Regions from separate parts of the Sus scrofa genome. Here all the other regions are linked to region 1. The links are chromatin contacts, called in public Hi-C and HiChIP or PLAC-seq maps. All regions are on one chromosome and are shown on one strand. Each heading gives the region's core, a stretch centred on a gene start, on an enhancer-like site or on the middle of the called end of the contact. The rest is flanking DNA. Distances are from core to core; before and after follow the strand shown.

Region 1 (2,696 bases), core at 105-2,604:
TTTAAATACGCTTTTTCCAATATTCAGTTAATTTCCAAAACTGCAAAAATTTAAGAACAGCCTGTACTAGCCAAAGCATTATATTAAAAACTTTTTGGTCAGTTTGGCCTAAAAAATCTTAGCTCACAGATAGTATGATAAAGATGTCAAAATGAAAGCCAAAATGAATGAAAAAAGCTCAACTCGTAGGCACTATACGTAATACGGCACAGAAACACTTTGAGGATATTTTAAAATTCCACATTTGAATCTGAATGCTTTAATCAACTACTCCAAATCAGGCGCTTACTTTAACACAATTTTTCAAAATACGGGGGGTTGGGGGGGGGGCAAGACAGACATCCATTTGTAAGCAGCGTCTTTAAAGATTCAAAATTCCTTGTATCTGAGGAGGGACGCCTGATGGAGCTAAGTTTAGATCTCCTGGCCCTTTTGTTGTCAGCCCAGGAAACTGGTTTAGAAATTGGGGGTGGAAGAAGAGTTTGAAATTCAGGGCACGGGGTGACGCGGGTGCTCACAAGTGCGGGCTCTGCCCTGGTCGCGCACTCCGAGAGGTCACGGCGCAGTAAAGTTTGGTTTCACAAGCGAGCTTGGACGCTACCGACAAAAGCAAAGTCTCGCAAGTCAAGCGGGCGCGGGGGTCGGGGAGCGCCCGGAAGCCCAGCAGGACACGTTTCCACCGCGGGGAGGGGGGTGTCCGTGTGGCGACTCCGTCGCCGAGCCTCTAACCTCAACCCATTCCCCCAGGACCCCCGGGCGGGGACTGGTTCCGCCGACGGGAGGCGGGTAGGCCACAAGAAGGAAATGGGACGGGGTACCGACAGCGAGGCGGCGGCGGCCCAAGCGCGGCCTCCCTCGCCGGGTGGCGAGAGGCAAGGGGGGCCTTGCCCGCCGCAACCTCCCCCGCCTCCAGAGGCAGCTCCAACTTTCCTCCGAGCGCAGGACGCCGCCTGGGCCGCGCGGGATTCCGAAACTTTGTGCGCCCTCCCGCGTCGCCCCGGGCCCGCTCCCCCGCCCTGCGCCGGCGCGTAACCCCCACCCCGCCCGAGAGCGGCCCGCGCCAGTCCACCCCTGGGGTCGGCCGGTGTTTACCTCAGGCCGAGGTCGAGGCGCGGGGATTCCGGCGGCGGCCCCAATGCAGGTCCCTAGGTCCCCGTCACGCCGCCGCCAAGTTCCCCAACATGGACTCCTTCGTCCGCTTTCAGGTGTTCCGGGGGCCGCTGGGGCGCCGGCTCTGCTGGCTGGGGCGGGTGGCGGCGGCGAAGCAGGGAGCGGACCCGGGCTGCGCTGCTCCGCGCGTCTTGCGCCACCGCTGCTCCCCCTCCCCCGCTCCTCGCCGGGCCTCCTCCCTCCCCGTTCCGCGCGTCCCCTTCCCCCTCCCTCCCGCTCTGCTCCTCTCAGCTCAGCGGCGCCTCCACTGGTCGACGCGCTACGGTGGCGACGGCGGCGGCGGCGGCGGCGGCAGCGGCAGCAGGACGGTCGGCGCTTTCCCAACTCATTTGCTCGCTCTAGCCCTGCGAGCAAGGTCGCAGCAATCAACCGGACCGCAGGGGGGCGCTGGCAAACCACCCTTTGCGCCAGAGGAACGTGACGGGCGGAGTCACGTCCCGTGGCCTGCGAGCGGGAGGGAAAACAGCGGCTAGTGGCTTCTGGGAAACATTCTCAGTGCCCGGCTCTCCCCCCACGCCGCGGGCCCTGCGCATGCGCCGTGCGTGGAGCGCCGCTGCTGGCTCTGCTTTGGCAGCGGTACCGGGTAAGCTGTTTGAAACACAATGAAGTAGGCTCTTGGGGACCTGGACGTGCGGGGGTTTGCGCGGCATTTGCTATCCTCTCTTTATGGTAATCTGATATGAAGAGTGTTTGTTGTTTGGCTTTGGGTTGAGTGTTCACCCAGCAGCATTGCCCACCTGAACCGCATCTTGCGGGGAGGCTGAAGTGGCCAGAACTCGTTAGCCCACCTCTTCCCTCCAGGTGGGCTTTTTAAACAGGCCTAGGGGAGAAGTTTCCCACGTGACTCATCAAACTTAGGCATAGCCCCGTGTCTTAATTCCCACAACAAAAAATTAAACTTGATGATCCACTCGTTGGTTGATAGTGACAGGTAATGATTCACTCCAGCAAGTGTCCGAGTCCGCCTAACGGAACATGTGTGCCACTCCTTCTCCCTCCGGTCGTCAAATCTTTTGTTTTACCTCCAAAATACCTTTCAGACTTTTTTAAAGTCACTCTTTACCCGCATAGTTTCTCCCGGACAGTTTCCTCACGGCTCCTGACTGCTCTTCCTGCCCTCAGTGTCCACCCCTCTTCTACCAGCAGGTCCTGGCAGCGCCCCCCGCCCTGTCCACGCCACTGTCCTGCCATCACCCCCCAACCCCCGCACCGTGTGCTGGAGCTCTTCCCGGGCCGCCCCACCTACTTGGCTCACCCAAGTTTCAGCTGTAGCCACCTTGCCACTCACACTTTTTCGTGTCGTCTGCCCCCTTCCTTTATGTCCTCATTGCCCAGGATGACTTTTTCCTCCTCACTTTCTCGGGACCCTGCCGAATGGGCACCCCTCTGCCTCTCTCCTCCGAGGTAGCTGGTTGCCATGACCCTCCTCACTTCTCTGGCTCCCCCATCTTGTGCCTCGTGTTTGGTCTGTTGAGGGTCAGTCTCACACTGTGAGCACTGGGACAATGTCTTAATACCTTCTTAAT
Region 2 (2,696 bases), core at 89-2,588, 810 kb before region 1:
CTGACTTTGCTTAGGATGATCATCTCAAGGTCCATCCATACTGCTGCAAATAGCATTCTTTCATCCTTTTTTTGACTGAGTAGTATTCCATTGTATTTATGTACCACATCTTAGGCATTCTTCTGTCAGTGGACATTTAGGTTGTTTCCATGTCTTGGCTATTATAAATGGTGCTCTTATGATTACAGGGGAGTATGGGTCTTTTCAAATTGTAGTTCTGTCTGCATATTTGCTCAGGAGTGGATTGCTAGATCACATGGCAACTCAATTTTTTGAGAAACCTCCATGCCGTTCTCCACAGTTGATGCATCAATTAAATTCCTCCCAACAGAGTAAGAGGTTCCGTTTTCTCCACACCCTCTCCAGCACTTGTTATTTGTAGATTTTTTTAATAGTAGCCACTCTGACCAGTGTGAGATGTTACCTCTCATATGGGTATTTAGAGCACAACACTGGTTTAGATAGGCCATGGAGTTCACATAATAGAACAAATGGGATATTCAGTAGTCGCCTATTCTTTTAAATGTAATGATTACCAAATGCATCCTATTAGTCAACATACCAGGACTAACCTGCACCAGGAGTGCAAATGCCTTCCCACCTTTAAACATGTCTAAAAGATTAAAGAAGGAAGCTAACAAAAATTGAGCTCTCAAGTGTCAGGCTCTGTGCCCGATACCCTAATACACTGGAGTTTCATTTAATTCCTCACAACACTATTGAAAAAGTGACTCGGAGAAATTAAGTGCTTTGCCAAAATCATGGGTCTAGAAAGCAGAGCTGGAATTCAGTCTCAGATCTGCCTCACTTGAAAGCCCTCTCTTTTACGTCACAGTGCCACAGTGCAAAGAAATAAATAAAGTTATATCTCCAGGAAACTCATTTCATGCCAGAAAGAAACCATTCAAGTACCTGAGACTGTATCCATCAGAAAAACACTGCCACTTAACCTTACTCTTTTCTGTAGATTCTGAAGTATCATAGATTTGTAGGCATGTTTGGAAAACTGTCAATTTTGTGAACAGAGTAAACCTTTTGGTTCATCTCTGGACTTCCTCTATTCTGGTGAAAAAGCAATTTTAAAATGCCTGCTCTGTCTCTGAATTTGAGGTCCTCTATTATTTTCTGTTGTCAAAACTCAGACAAACCTTGTTATTTTATTAGGTCATCAGATGATTTATCTGTCTCCTAGAGGAGTGACGGTGGAAGGGAGAGGGATAGGCCACATCAGGCCCCAAGTGGCCTGAGCTCACCCATTAAGTTAGCCCGTCTGCCCTGCTCTTGACAGTTATTAATGTTCCTGCCTCCTGCTGCTTCCAGTACTCGTTCTTCTCAGATACCAATTCCAGATGTTACTCTTACATGGGGGAAGCCCAAATATGCTAGTGGTTTCCAGACAAAGTCCTGCTAGAACCATTCCCTGCTTGGCCCATTTCCAATGCATCATCCAGGAAGCCCAAAGTAACTGGCATGAGCCAGTTACCCTCTGAAACAACCAGCATACCCTTGCTCGGGCAGCCTCCTAGTTCAAACTGTTTCTCCATAAGCAAAGCATTGTGTGCTGCTAACTCTCCACTTACCCAACAGTTCCTGTTTTACCTTCATCCACCTGGTGAGCCCCGTAAGCTGACTATCTGTCCATAGTAATGGCTATTTCCTGCCACAGGCTGGGCAAATAGGACAGTGAGAGATGTGATTTCATTGTATCAGTTAGGTCCACTAGGTTATGCTGTGGTAGCAGATGACTCCCCATCTCAAGAGCTTACCACAACAAAGGTCCACTTCTCATTCATATTAGGTGTTCACTGCGCGTTGGCCTCAGCTCTGTACCATGTCGTCTTCGCTCCAGGACCCAGGGTAATGGAGCAACCTCTCTGGTGACCATTAAGTCCATGGCAGAGGCAAATGAAGCATGACAAAGCACAAGCTCAGCCTTAAAGCTTCTGTTCCCACTTCATCAACAAAACAAGTCACATGGCCACTCCGGATGCCAACAGAGAGGAGACATGAACGCTTCCTTCAGGGAGCAGCACCACATAGAGGAGCAGTGTTAATACAATTTTGAGCATTAATACAATCTGCCACTCTCACTTTGGTAGAGACCTGTCAAGACATCGCTGAGTTGCCTTAGAAGGAGCCACTGTCTATGGAGCCCAAGTTTCAAGACTTCACAAGATTCTGCCAGGACAGCAGAGACCTGCTTATTTTCTCAGCCATGCTGGCTACGTGAGTTCAGCTCCTCTGACACTGACAAATGACACGTTTCCTAGAGACTCCCTGAGGTGAATCGAGGTTTTGCACCTGCTCTTTGTAATTCCTAGGCTGTGTGATCCTAGTACCTAAAGAGGCAGACCTCAGCCCTCTTCAGCCGCTATGGCAGGGCGGCTGGAGAAACGCCTCCGCTGGATGCCACATCTGTGTCAGTAAAGGACAAACCACTCTGAGTCACTTCTTTTTACAGCCTGTCAGAGACCAAATTAGATCACTTTGAAGGAATACATTATGACCCATCTGTCCAGTCTCATAAATCACTGACCTTCTCTTTTTTTTCCCCTACCAAAAGGGTGTTCAAAACAGTTGTTTCCATGATAAATCTTTACCAGTTTAACAGTATAAATGTTGTTGAGCTTGATGTTTTATGTTATGATTATTTCTGTGTCAAAATGTGTAGGATATAAGAAGATAATGCTGTCCTC
Region 3 (2,696 bases), core at 52-2,551, 760 kb before region 1:
TGTGGTTCTTACCTAGGCCTATTACATTGATTATTTTTGAAGCATGTCTTAGGTGGAAAAAAAATAATCCATTACAGGAAATAAAATGGATTAAATGAAAGAATGGGATTTACTAATAATAGACTTACAGCTAACTAAAGTAAATAATTCATTTCTCTTCTAGCAACAGTCACCTGTACATATAAGGCCAGCAGTGTCTCTCTGCAACATTTATCAAGCAAGAAAAATGTAAACTCTAAAATCTGTGAAGAACTTCAAATGACTCATTGAAACCTGTTGCAAATGCAAACACAAGAATTTTCTAACTAATTTATCTTGAGCAAAGTCTTAGGCCCTAAGAACCAGGCAATTTGGTGAGAGGACTATGGCAGGAAGTTGATAAGAATTTAAGAGCTTAGAATTGATGGGGTGCAAAGTGATTTTTTAAAAACAGATTTAGAAATGTCTCTAGAAGAGGTTTAGAAAGTGGCTAGGAACACAGATTCTAGAATAAGCTGCTTGGGTTTGAATCCCAACTCTGCCACTTACTGTGTGTGTGTGATTTGGGGCAAGTTATTCAGTCACCCTGTGTCTGAGTAAATGTGTGGTAACAACTCCTAGGGTCATTGTGAGAATTAAATGACCACATGTAAAACATTTAGAATTGTGCCTAACACATAAAAATTACCATATGCATTTGTCAAATGAAAATCATGAAAACTAATCATGTAACCAACATTCCTCTGGAATTTGTTTTAGTAGGCTCCATAAGCATTGGGGACAGAATTAAAAAAAAATCTTTTCCACTTCTCAACTTTTTCTTTACCTTCCCATCTTTTATTTTTCCCCTCTTCTCTTCAGAGTACTGTATTGACTTTTCTTTATATTAAAAATAATTTTTTTCAAAAGGTTCTTTAAGAAGTAATTACAGTGTTTCCTGGATATTTTCTTTTTTGTGGGTTTTTTTTCATTTTTTTATGCATTAATTAATTTGTGCAGGAGGGCTTCAGTTAATCACTAATTTAATAATTCTGGATATTTTCTTAATTTGCTGTTTTATAATGCATATTCATAGCTGTTTTCCCACTGCCACTCACAGGTGGGCTCAATGTTTCATATGAAAATGTTTTCACATGGGGAGTTCCTGTTGTGACACATCAGAAACAAATTCAGTTAGTTTCCGTGAGGATGCAGGTTAGATCCCTGGCCTTGCTCAATGGGTTAAGGATCCCGCTTGCTGTGGCTGTTTCATTTCATATGAAATTTCATATGAAAACATCAGAAATAAGTATATAGGAGAATAAGATGCACAGTAGATTTAGTGTTAGCTCAATGTTTATTCTAATTATCATGATAATGCTGGTACTTAAATGGGAAAAAGTTTCAATAAGTGTTAGGGGGACAATGAATACAACAAGGATTTGGTTACACCTTCCAGCCCTTTCGAGAAGTCAAAAATCGTCCCACCTGAATTCACCAGCTGCTTGGAAGAAAATTCTGCAGATGCACAAACCCAGGAATCTGCAGTTCAAACTACCCCATGTGTCTTAAAAGCAGAAATCCCTTTGTATTTGTCATGTTGAGCCCTTTGGTCTTCACGAAAGCATTCTTACGCTCTCTGCCTCAACGTTATTTCAGCACCTTATTTCTTCTGCTTATAATAGTTTTCCACACTGCTTTAGAGTTTACACCGAACCATCGGGGAGGTCCTCACTTCCTTTGCCTTTATGTGACGCCAAGGTTCAAGCTTTCAAAGTCCCAATACGCTGCATGCTGGGTGATCATCTTCCGACCACTCCCTGTGCGCTCCAGCGTGCGGGGGTAGGGGGCGCTTCTCCCTCCTCCTAACCTCACTTTAGGCGGAAATCCTCTTGCCTTTTGTAAACAAGCATTTTTAGATCTCGCTCTTTGGGTCATTTTTCTTCCGTTGTTTATTATCTACGAGTTTGGCCTCTTTTCCCTGTAATCTCCCTCTCCCCATTCCCCTCCGGAAGGCACATCCCCCCACCTAGAGTCAGAGTAATTGATACTTTAAGATCCTCTACTAGCTTCACGTTCCCTTTAAACACATCCAAACGTGCTCGCCTTCAGGGTGCTTTCCTTGAGCTGCAGCTGCGTCTTTCCCCTCTTAGATAGATGTCAAAGCAAACAAGCCCCAGGACGTGCCCATATATGACCTTGGAACAGAAAGCTGCCTCGTTTGGGGCAACCGAGAACCCTGTCCACTCCCACCCTCGCGTGCTCTCGCCACCCCCTTCGGCTAGTTCACTCGCGTGCACAACGCGGACGCCAGCTACTCCCTCCCTTCTCCTGACTTCCTTCTAAGAGCCTCGTAAACCTGGGAAGTTCAATCATTCCGCAGCAAACCTCGGTGCTCACTGGGCATGCTCAGTGGCCGGCCCGGCTCGGTGGCCAGAGGTTGCCTTGGGCGCAGGGCTCGGGTCGGCTGCCTCCTGGTCTCGGCTTCCCGGAGCGCGGGCTGAGCACCGAGGCTCCTGAGTCCGAAACGAGACTCGCCCCGCCGTCCTCGCCCGGGCGCCAGCCCCGCCAGAGCGCCGTCGTTCGGGACCCCGGGAACCCCCAACTTCGCGCCAAGTTCCGAGCCTCCTTCGGGGAGAGGCATGCAAATGATGACCAGGGACGTTCTACTTGAAAGGGAGCTGGAGGACGACGACGACGAGGATGGGGATATCGGTGAGCTAGGGGTCCTTAGGGTG

What was found. A called contact is a pair of places that touch in the nucleus more often than the background predicts. HiChIP or PLAC-seq counts read pairs in DNA pulled down with a chosen protein or histone mark.
Region 2: a contact with region 1 is called in a Hi-C map of embryonic fibroblasts, with 7 times the contacts expected there. The contact joins the enhancer-like site here to the promoter of SCAF11 in region 1. A contact is called at or near these places in 1 of 5 promoter capture datasets (liver), 9 of 47 Hi-C or Micro-C datasets (embryonic fibroblasts, epiblast stem cells, fetal skeletal muscle and 4 more) and 2 of 2 datasets of contacts at active chromatin or transcription factors (alveolar macrophages and skeletal muscle).
Region 3: an H3K27ac HiChIP or PLAC-seq map of alveolar macrophages shows a contact between it and region 1. The contact joins the promoter of ANO6 here to the promoter of SCAF11 in region 1. A contact is called at or near these places in 2 of 5 promoter capture datasets (fetal skeletal muscle and liver), 1 of 47 Hi-C or Micro-C datasets (liver) and 2 of 2 datasets of contacts at active chromatin or transcription factors (alveolar macrophages and skeletal muscle).

Annotation. Positions count from the first base shown.
Region 1 is chr5:76,875,297-76,877,992 of Sscrofa11.1, forward strand. It overlaps SCAF11 (protein SCAF11), which reads right to left and starts at 1,355. Exons shown (of 15, transcript XM_021092989.1): 1 at 1,093-1,355.
Region 2 is chr5:76,066,688-76,069,383 of Sscrofa11.1, forward strand. No RefSeq gene overlaps it. Among named protein-coding and RNA genes, the nearest start is that of ANO6, 44 kb to the right of the region's middle. Within about 2 kb of position 1,339, at least 4 of the 83 cell types and tissues checked have an H3K27ac peak or open chromatin away from gene starts, as enhancers often do. A contact at or near this core is called in embryonic fibroblasts, where this site is marked.
Region 3 is chr5:76,111,127-76,113,822 of Sscrofa11.1, forward strand. It overlaps ANO6 (anoctamin-6), which reads left to right and starts at 1,302. Exons shown (of 22, transcript XM_005655713.3): 1 at 1,302-2,673. The coding sequence starts at 2,601. It overlaps LOC110260769 (a long non-coding RNA gene), which reads left to right and starts at 2,680. Exons shown (of 2, transcript XR_002344171.1): 1 at 2,680-2,696.